Regions from separate parts of the Rattus norvegicus genome. Here region 2 is linked to region 1. A link is a contact called in public Hi-C data. All regions are on one chromosome and are shown on one strand. Each heading gives the region's core, a stretch centred on a gene start, on an enhancer-like site or on the middle of the called end of the contact. The rest is flanking DNA. Distances are from core to core; before and after follow the strand shown. Region 1 overlaps Raf1 (Raf-1 proto-oncogene, serine/threonine kinase). Region 2 holds the start of Raf1 (Raf-1 proto-oncogene, serine/threonine kinase).

What was found. Hi-C and Micro-C count contacts between places; a contact is called where the count stands out from the background.
Region 2: a contact with region 1 is called in a Hi-C map of liver, with 4 times the contacts expected there. The contact joins the promoter of Raf1 here to the enhancer-like site in region 1. A contact is called at or near these places in 9 of 12 Hi-C or Micro-C datasets (Schwann cells, frontal cortex, hepatocytes and 5 more) and 1 of 1 datasets of contacts at active chromatin or transcription factors (oligodendrocytes).

What each region holds. Positions count from the first base shown.
Region 1 is chr4:150,367,257-150,371,887 of GRCr8, forward strand. It overlaps Raf1 (Raf-1 proto-oncogene, serine/threonine kinase), which reads right to left. Exons shown (of 17, transcript NM_012639.2): 3 at 2,446-2,558; 4 at 1-52. Among named protein-coding and RNA genes, the nearest start is that of Mkrn2, 35 kb to the left of the region's middle. Within about 2 kb of position 2,540, at least 1 of the 93 cell types and tissues checked has an H3K27ac peak or open chromatin away from gene starts, as enhancers often do. A contact at or near this core is called in liver, where this site is marked.
Region 2 is chr4:150,409,984-150,414,714 of GRCr8, forward strand. It overlaps Raf1 (Raf-1 proto-oncogene, serine/threonine kinase), which reads right to left and starts at 2,830. Exons shown (of 17, transcript NM_012639.2): 1 at 2,561-2,830.

The DNA of each region.
Region 1 (4,631 bases), core at 1,290-3,789:
TTCTCCAATCAGAGAGGCGGCGTCGGTGTTCCAATCTAAGCGTGCTTTCTTACTAAAAATTACCCAAAGCATAACATGAGAGAGCACTGGACAAGGCTTAAGACATTAGAGCAGTTCTGTCTACTGCATGCTGGCTAAGCACACCTCACAGGTGTTCTGGTTCCACCCAAAAAATAAGCCAAAGTGTATGCTCCTAAAAAAGTGTCCTTTAAACAATGAAGTACAATCCCATGACAAGAATGACTGTGTAATGTTAAAATCCTACCAGGCCACTACAGGTCAGTGTTCAACACCTACTTCCACCTGAAACACACACACAACACAAACACATGTGCTGTGCATTACCTACAGGCTTAAAAGTTGGTTGTAGAAATTATAATAAACACAAGTCTACAGGAGCACAACAGTCTTTAAAATTGACTGACACCACTTTTTCTGTGTCCAGAACAAGGAAGACAGGAAACCATAGTGATTTAAGCAAAAACTGTTGTTCAGGTCCTCTTCCCATTTGCTGAGGATGAATATTTCCAAATGTACCGCACATATGACATCACTCAGGCCCCTCCTATCAGCTTCCAGAAGCCAACAAGCCACTCCCCTGGTTACCCAAAGAGCAATAATTCATTCCTTAAGATAATCCCCTATGCAAGGTAGGGAAATGGCATCTGTCTAAAGTACTATTGTTTCCTAATGAAGACCAGGAAGGAAACCCCAGTTCCTGAAAAGGGAGGAGAGAATGCAGATCAGCTCCAAATCAGTACAGCTTTGGAGAAGAGTAGACCAAGACTCTGTCTCAGAATCTCCCTAGTCCTGAAGGAAGTCTATGTATCAGCTTGGGAACAGACATGGAAATCAATCTAGCTAGATAGAGGTGATGACAAGTTGAAGATGAGCAAACTGGCTGAATAAGCAGAGGAAGGAGGAGTCACTCCCTGAGATGCTCTCTCCAGCCAGGGAACTCAACCACAGAAAAACCAAGCAAGAGGTCAGTGACAGAAGAAGCACTGCTCCCTAAAGAGGACAGAGTCAAAGGTTTAGCTAACATAGTAAAGAACAATACATATGTGGTGCTCTGTTGCTATGGGCCATGATCTCAGCTTTTGAGGATGGGGAAACCACCTCTATCTTGCTACCACCACTGGAAATAAGGTGTATTTTCCTGGAAGTAGAAATTCCCTGCCTCTTTCAGTCTTGTGGCTATCAGACAGTCAAGATGTAATACTCATCAAACTGAATACTTGGCATATTCCAGGCCCTAGGCTCTGTCTCCAGTACCACCAAAAAGAGATGGGTGAGGAAAGCATGAATGACAAGAGTTTCCTTTAGGACTGTAGAAAATGTATACATATAGCAAAACAACACGAGATGTTATTCCTCAGGTCCCATCTATCTTGCTTTTTGAGACAAATTCTCTAACTGATCTGGAGTTCAGCAAGTAGGTTAAACAGGCCAGCAAGTTTCAGGGACCTGCCTATCTATGTCTCCTGGTGATGAGGTTACAAGAACAACCACAGCCAGGGTTTTATGGCAGTCTGGCACTCAGATAGCATGGCAAGCACTACACTGACTAGCGTATTTCTTCAAGCCAAAGATGAAAAGGGATAAGGGATAGGGGCCCCGGGGTTATGGGGGAGAGAAAGGGCCAAGGGACAAGGAATAAGGGAAAGAAGACAGAAAAGAGGAGAAGAGTGGGCTAAGGAGATAGCTCATCAGTTAAGAGAACTGGCTGCTCTTTCAGAGGTCCTGAGTTCAAATCTCAGCAACCACATGGTGGCTCACAACCATCTGTAATGGGATCCAATGCCATCTTCTGGTGTGCATGAAGTCAGGGTACTCATATACATAAAATAAATAAATCTTTAAAAATTATTTTTAAAAAAAGAGGAGAGGGAAGAGACGTCTTTCTGTATATTTGAATGTCTCTAAGTGGTATGTGTGCAAAGATTCCCTTGGAGGCCAGAAGAGGGCATCAGAGCTCCTGGAACTGGAGCTACAACTAGTTGTGAACCTCCTGATGTGAGTGCTGGGAAGTGAACCAAGAGCAGCAAATGCCATTAATGAGCCAACTCTTCAGCCCCTAGCACTCTTAAGGGGGGGGGGGGGGGGGGATAGAAACCACAATGCAAACATGTTCAGAGTACCCACTTGCATGGCAAACACCAGGAAAATTCTTCGCAGTTAAAAACATGCCTTCTAACAGTGCCGCCTACATCCCTGGATATTGCTGTTAGGATCTCCTATGCACTGTAGATTTTAGGACAATGTCCAGGCAATAATTTCAAGTTCTCAGTAGCAAATTTTTCTGAATTGACACTTTAAAAATAAAGTATATACACACACACCAATCCCTAAGAAGCAAATACAAAGCATTTGTTATAGAACAAGTTATTTGTGGCCAGGAAATGCTTAGAATTCTAAAAGGTGGCCCCCTGGCTCTGCTCTTACCCTTTGTGCTCCTGAAGAAGTCTGAACACTGCACAGCACTCTGGCTGCAGGCCTCTAACCTTCAGAGCTTTCATAAGGCAGTCGTGCAAGCTCATCCCATTCCGCACATTGACCTGCAAACAAACGAGCACCTTTAGAACCAATGTAGGCTACAGCACCCCTTGCAAAAGTGAACCCTGAAGTGCACACACCCACAGGTAAAATGGTATAGACTTATTTCATACTGTTTGCAATAGTGAACGGACAAGGAAAAACACCTCAACATCCAGAATTAAGTACAGGCGAATGCACACAGACCTGACTCAGCACTGGCAACAATATGCGCCTCCTGCACTACCCTGCATTACTATCTGAGGGGACAGTAGTCTGTGGCATGGTAACTGGAGAAAGTATTTCTATTAGAGTAATACAGAGTAAGGGTATTCTTAAAGTGGGGAAACCAATATGTGTTTATGCATATTGTGTGGTTTAGAAAGATGTATGCCTTGCTATTAACATTAGAGTTCTGGAAAGGTACTTTTTGCCAAGCCTGACAACTGAAATTCAATCCCTGAGACCAATATATCATGAAAGCAGACACTAACAGCAGAAGTTATCCATTCTCTGATCACCACAAACGTTACTGTGGAGCACAAATACACACAGGCGCACGCGCACGCACATGTACAGGTACACGTACACACACACACAAAAATATGTTTTTAAAAATAATTTTAAGTTGTATGGTGGGGAAGGGGGGGATACACTCTAGTTATCTGGACTTGTAAGTGTATATAAGCAAGTCCAACAGAAAGTAAAACAAACATGAGATAAGGCTTTATAATAAAATCTTACCTACTTTCAACAAAATGGAGAGATGATCTTCCTAACAAATTTCAAAGTAGTAAGGGTGAATGGGAAACAGATGAGCAAAGTTCCTGCTTGACTTTAGTGGCAGACACCAATGTATACCAGACAGCCTAGGCAGTAGGTGCCCCATGCAGTGTCCTAATCTAGGCTTCAAAAACTAGGTGGCTGCTTGGAAGCACAATGCAAAGTGTCTGTACCCACAGTGTTGAAATACTGGATAAAATATTAAAGAGTCGATATTTTTCCAAAATATCAAAGCCTAGGAAATTAATTAAAAGAGAAAAAACAGAAAGAGTCGCCAGAACCATCAAGGACAGCAGGATAATTTGAAGTGACTATGAACTGCCTGCACAGAACCCTGTGGCTGACTGTAGAGCTCTGCAGAACCAATCTCTGCCCTTTTCTCTCCTCCTTTCTAGCTGGGTTAAGACAGAGATGAGTCTTAAGAAGCAAGGCAGAGCTGTCTAACAACGTCAAAGAGACCACACCACCTGGATCCAAAGTGGAGACAAAGCTAGTAGGAAGAGCAAGAGTGAGTCCAAGGAATGACAGCGCATCTGTTTTCACATAGCCTGATTTTGATGTCACTGACTACTAACAGGGACTTAGCTGGCCAGTCACCAATCGCTAGGTCAGTAAGGGAGAACTACAGCATAATTTGAGAGTGTAGGACACACAATTTAGGGGTGACAGAGGTCAGAAAGTTCTCCTAAAGGATCAATTACATCAGAGGAAAGAAAAAGGGTTTCTAAGCAGCTCTGAAATCTCCTCCTTTGCTGTGAATGAGGCCATCTGACTCTTCAGATTAATAAACCTTCCTTATCACAGGAATACTAAGGGAAAGAACTGGGGAACTAGCGGGGGCAGAAGTCACCCATACTTGTAAATCATGTTGCCTATTTAAACAATTAACATTCTTTAAGTTTCTTAAAGCTGCATGGTCCCTTGCATCTATTCCCAACATCTTGAGTCTGAAACAAATGGCTGCTTTGAATTTAAGTCCATGTGCTAGACTACAGAGTTAGGTTCTGTCTAAAGAAAAAAGTTCCTTGGACATACCAAACTAGTTCAGACAAACCTTACCTAGGATTTGTATCAAAACAAATGAAAAGGTGTGGGTGGAAACAGACAGAAAGAACTGTTATGATCAGCCAAGGGTAATCCAGGTGATGAACATACCAGAACTGTTACTGTAATCTCTTTACTTTCACAGGTATTTACCCTTTAACACCTTCCTAGTGTCCAGCAAAACGAGACAGACAATGCCTGCACTAGAGAGCTGAGCTATAAAGACATGAGAAGAGAAAACAGCAAAGTTCTAAACTCACACACTGACA
Region 2 (4,731 bases), core at 1,580-4,079, 43 kb after region 1:
CACGTAGTGAATTCCAGGTCATCCAAGGACTAAACAGGGAGATCCAGCCAACAGAAGAAAAAAAGAAAGAAAAGAAAGAAAGAAAAACAGAACCCAACATTTCTGATTTTTCAAGAGTGGGAGACCCTGATTTTTTATGGTCTAGTTTCAACTTTAGAAAAATAAAACAACATTTTAAGTTGAAGCCTGATTTGTATGGTTTCATAAACCCTCTCACTGTTATATTTGTTCACTGTCTTTCAGAGACAATATTTAAATTCTGATCTGCAAGTCAACATTGGGGCATGTTGCTAACGGGCAAGCCAAAGCATTCTCTCATGGTTTTAGGTAGCAGGTAGGTAAAGAAGTTTTGTCTGAATTTTAATATTAAATAATCAAACATTCACTAATAGACTTTCTAAAAGAGCAATTTGAAGTTAGTCATTGTATTTCCATTAAAAATACTTAGTGCTTCTGCAAATATCAAATTAACTTCCTAAAACTGTCAAGTAGTTTAATCATCAGAGAAAATTGACTTGAAGCCAAAACCAAGTGGGTTCAGAGCAGCTGTAATGCAGTGTCATTCTTAATTTTTGGATACTTTTTGTCATAAGTGAAAGGTTCTCAGTCTTTTTACTACTGGGCCAAATCCCTTAAAATGCATTCAAAAGCCTTTCAGTCAAGCCTCTACTTCACAGGCATACAAGATCCTTTCAACTACTGACAAGACCTTAACAAAGCTGCCTGATCCCACTTCAGGGCACAATCCCAGCCTTGCAGACCTGAAGATAAGCCTTCGAACAGAAACATCAGCAGGTTTATTTTTCCAAGTATCCAGTCTCAGCTAGGTCAAATGTTGCTGCTGGATTTTAAACAGCTTACTTAGCCCTTGAAGTGATAAGAGTAAAAACAAATCAAAAGAACCTCAGTGTTTTTCAGTGGTTCACAATACCAAAGATTTGGAAACTGCCCCTGATGTCTCTTCACTTCTAAATAGCCACTTCAGCATAAGCCTTAATCAAATTAGCTATTTTATTAGAATAACAAAATAAAATGTTCATGGGGCTGGAGACTTAACAAAGCTGCAACCTGGGAACTCAGTCTAAAGAAAAGTCTACTACATAAATAGGATTCATTAAAAAATACTTTCATGCTACACTTTTCCAGGTGTTTTCTATAATCTGCCGAATTCTATACGTTTGGGGAACGTGTTTTTACGTGGTCAGCAGCGATTTAAAACTCAGGAGTTAGTAAAGAATATGTTTATGACCTCAGTATTTTTGAAGGCAGGTATAACCTTAGAAAAAGCTGCAAGAGTATCTCTGAAGAGGAACCAGTGAAAAAGCACTAAACATTTCCTATCAATTACCAAAACTGGTTAGCTAGACTTAACAAGGTAAATCTTGTTCACTACCATAGCGGGAGGGGAGCAAAGCAGCAACCCGCAAGAACTAAAAATTCACAACATGAAGTTAATTAACAAACGAACTAGTTCACTATCCATCACACAGACCCTTCGCAACTATCAATTTTCCTCTTAGACCCTGCCGTCCGCCTACCTGCACCCCATATTTACTAACTGCTCCCCAAAATCATCCTAACTCCCGCAGGCTACGCCCCTGTGCCTTGGTGCCAGCTGTTTGTTCCCCCGCTGACAATGTCCTCCCCGCTACCTCACCTAGCGAACAGTCCTTCCAAACTCCGCGCAGAAGCAAGCAAGGAACCTCTGGGTTTCTCTATTCTGCACCTAACTGTTCTAAATCCCAAGAACACTTGGGAAAACAAGCCTTATCACCGCGCATTGTTTTCACGCCCCGGGAGCTAAGTCTCCACAGACCCCACAGGACGCAATGCAGGCATCCATACGTGCCCTGAATTCATTCCCCACTTCTATACACAGACCTGCCCCATTCCCCAAGACCCGGTCACGTCTCAACCCGGAAAGAAGAGATCCGACTGTCCCTCCAAACAAAGAATGAAAACCAGAGGCACACCCTGGGCCCTAAAGAGAGAACAATGAATGAACACGGCCACCTCGCCTCCCGTGGTGTCCCAACTCTGCATCCTTCACTGGCTCTGCAGAGCCTAGGAGGCTGTCGCTTCACACAAAAGGCAGTCCAGCTCCCAATCTCGAGCATCCCCGGCCTCCCATTTGGAAGCTCCGGGCGAGGTCCCACGTCTTTGTGACGGGGCACTGACCCGTTTCTCGCTGCCGTCCCTGATTCTTCTCGTCTTCCCTAAAAGGGTGTCACTTAAGCGAAGCAGCCCGAGAGGAGGTGCAAGGCCGGGCTCCCCCCACTTCTGCGGCCCGAGAGAAAAAGAATGAGCCCATCCCAGTGACAACCCAGACACTGGGCAGCTCTAGGAGGATTTTTTTTCCCCATTGCCAAAATATGAGGAATGCTCGCTGGGCACCGGAGTGGCGCTGGCACATTTCCGAGAAACACTGGGAAATCTGAGCAGGGGTGTGGAAACTGGCTCGCCGGCCATGACACCCAGCCCTCGCCCGACCCGCCACCAGGATGACAGCGGCCTGGCGGACCCTGCGCCCCGCGGCCGCACCGTCAGCCCTGCGGCCTACCTGAGGGAGCCGGGCAGCACCGGGTCCCGTAGTGCAGCGACAGCGGTGGTTGAGAGAACGGGTTGCGGTTACATTCGGCGTGTCCCCAGCCCGGGGGACGGGGCCCCAGGAAGGCCCCGCATCGCTGCACTAGCGCCCCGCGCCTCAGGGCACGCGCCCCAAAGCTCGGCCAGCTGGCCCGTCTGAGGGCCTGCGGAGAACGGCAGAGAAGCCTTCCTGCTTCAAGCTCGCTCCGTTCTAACTCCCGCCATCTAAGATGGCGGAACAAGCACCCGCGATGAAGACGCTCTCAGGCTGCGGCGGCGAGCTAGCCCTGCGCTCGACACTCGTCTTGGCGACCTGCGGCGCCGCGGACTCACTGCCTCTGCGCGAGCTCCTGAGCTCGGCTGTCCGCTTAAAACTTGGCTCGGGGATCTATCGCTCGGGCCTGGAATCTGGCCCCGCCTCTGGAGGCGTGGCCCTCGCGGTACTGTGGCCGCCATTTCGGGGCTCAACCTGTGGAGGTACAGTGACTGCTTCTGGTCGGAGGCCAGCGGCAGTGGGCTGCAGCCTCGGTCCGGCCACCCGCGAGGCCCTCCGAGGACCAGACGCGCCAGATGACACACAGCCCAGGGCCCAGCTTTGGTGCTTCCTTCCGAAGTTGACATCCATGGAGAATGGCGGCTTACGGGTTTTGCGGGAAAGCTCTCATACTATATTAAACCTCAGGTTCCACATTTGTATTGCAGATCGAGGGTTCACTGTAGTACACCAGATTGACCAAAAACTAAAAGTATGGTGTTGCACACCTGTAATCCCAGCGCTTGGAAAGTAAAGGCAAGAGGATCAGGAGTTCACAGCCATGCTGAGCTGCATGAGACCCTGTAATACCCAATTTAATAAAGATGGAGAAAAAAATAAAATTGATGCGCCAATATGGCCCACGGAAAACTGAAGCCTGTTGTGAGCCTTCGTACAACCCCAGTGGAATAGACACCTAAAGGACAATGTGACATTGTCAACGTGCTTTTTTTTTTTTTAATCCCTCTTTGAAATAGGTTCTCAATTTTTTTTATCTCTTTGTTTATTTGTGGTTTTTCGAGACAGGGTTTCTTTGTTTAACAGCCCTGTCTGTCCTGGAACTCACTTTGTAAACCAGGCTGACCTCGAACCCAAAGAGATTGGTCTGTTTCTGCCTCCTGAGTGCTGGAATTAAAGATATGTGCCAGATTCCCTCTTAATTGGAGGTTGACCTCAGACTCCCATTCTACCTCTGTGTATTTTCAAAGTAGCCATTTGGTATCTGCAAGGTGACTCAGTAAAAAGTTTGCAGAGTAAAACCTGGTGGTGCCATGATGGAAGAGAGAACAGACTCCTGAAAGTCATCCTCTGACCTTGATTCGAACCCAGTGCTACGTGCTCAACCTGCAAACCGCATTTACAAATACACATACAAGTTTTTTAAGTAACCATTTATAAGTAAACATCTCTTGACATTTAGTACATTTACAGTGTTGTGTAACCACAGCTTTAGTTCCAAAACATTTCCATTACTCTGAAATAAAATTACCTACCAAGCAGTTTCTCACTAGCTTCCTACCCCCAGCAACCGCGAATACTAATTTTGCTACTACAGACTTCTAGATTATCTTGTATGTGTGGATACTTATAAGGTATGGGTTCTTTTATGATTTAAGTCTTTCCACTTAGCCTGTTTCAGTCCTCTTTAGGGCTAAACTATTTCATTGTAAGTTTGCACCAGATTTTCTGTCTAGGATAACGATGGAAGTTTATGTTCTTTCCATCTTTTGGCCTTTGTGCTGGTTACTTTTCTGGTTTCTGTGACAAAATAATGGACTGGACAAGTACAGGGTTAAAAAAGAATGAATGAAAGAAACAAAGAAGGAAAGAAAGAAGGAAAGAGAAGGAAAGAAAGAAAGAAAGAAAGAAAGAAAGAAAGAAAGAAAGAAAGGAAGGAAGGAAGGAAGGAAGGAAAGTTGGCCCAAAGAACAGTGGTTAGAGCACCAGCTACTGTTGCAGACAACTTAGGTTCAATTCTCAACACCCACATGAGAGTCACAACCACCCATAACTCCAGTTGCAGAGAATCCAATGCCCTTTCCTGATCTCTCTGTGTACCAATCACATAGTGCAGATATAATGCAGGCAAATGTTCATACGCATAAATAGAT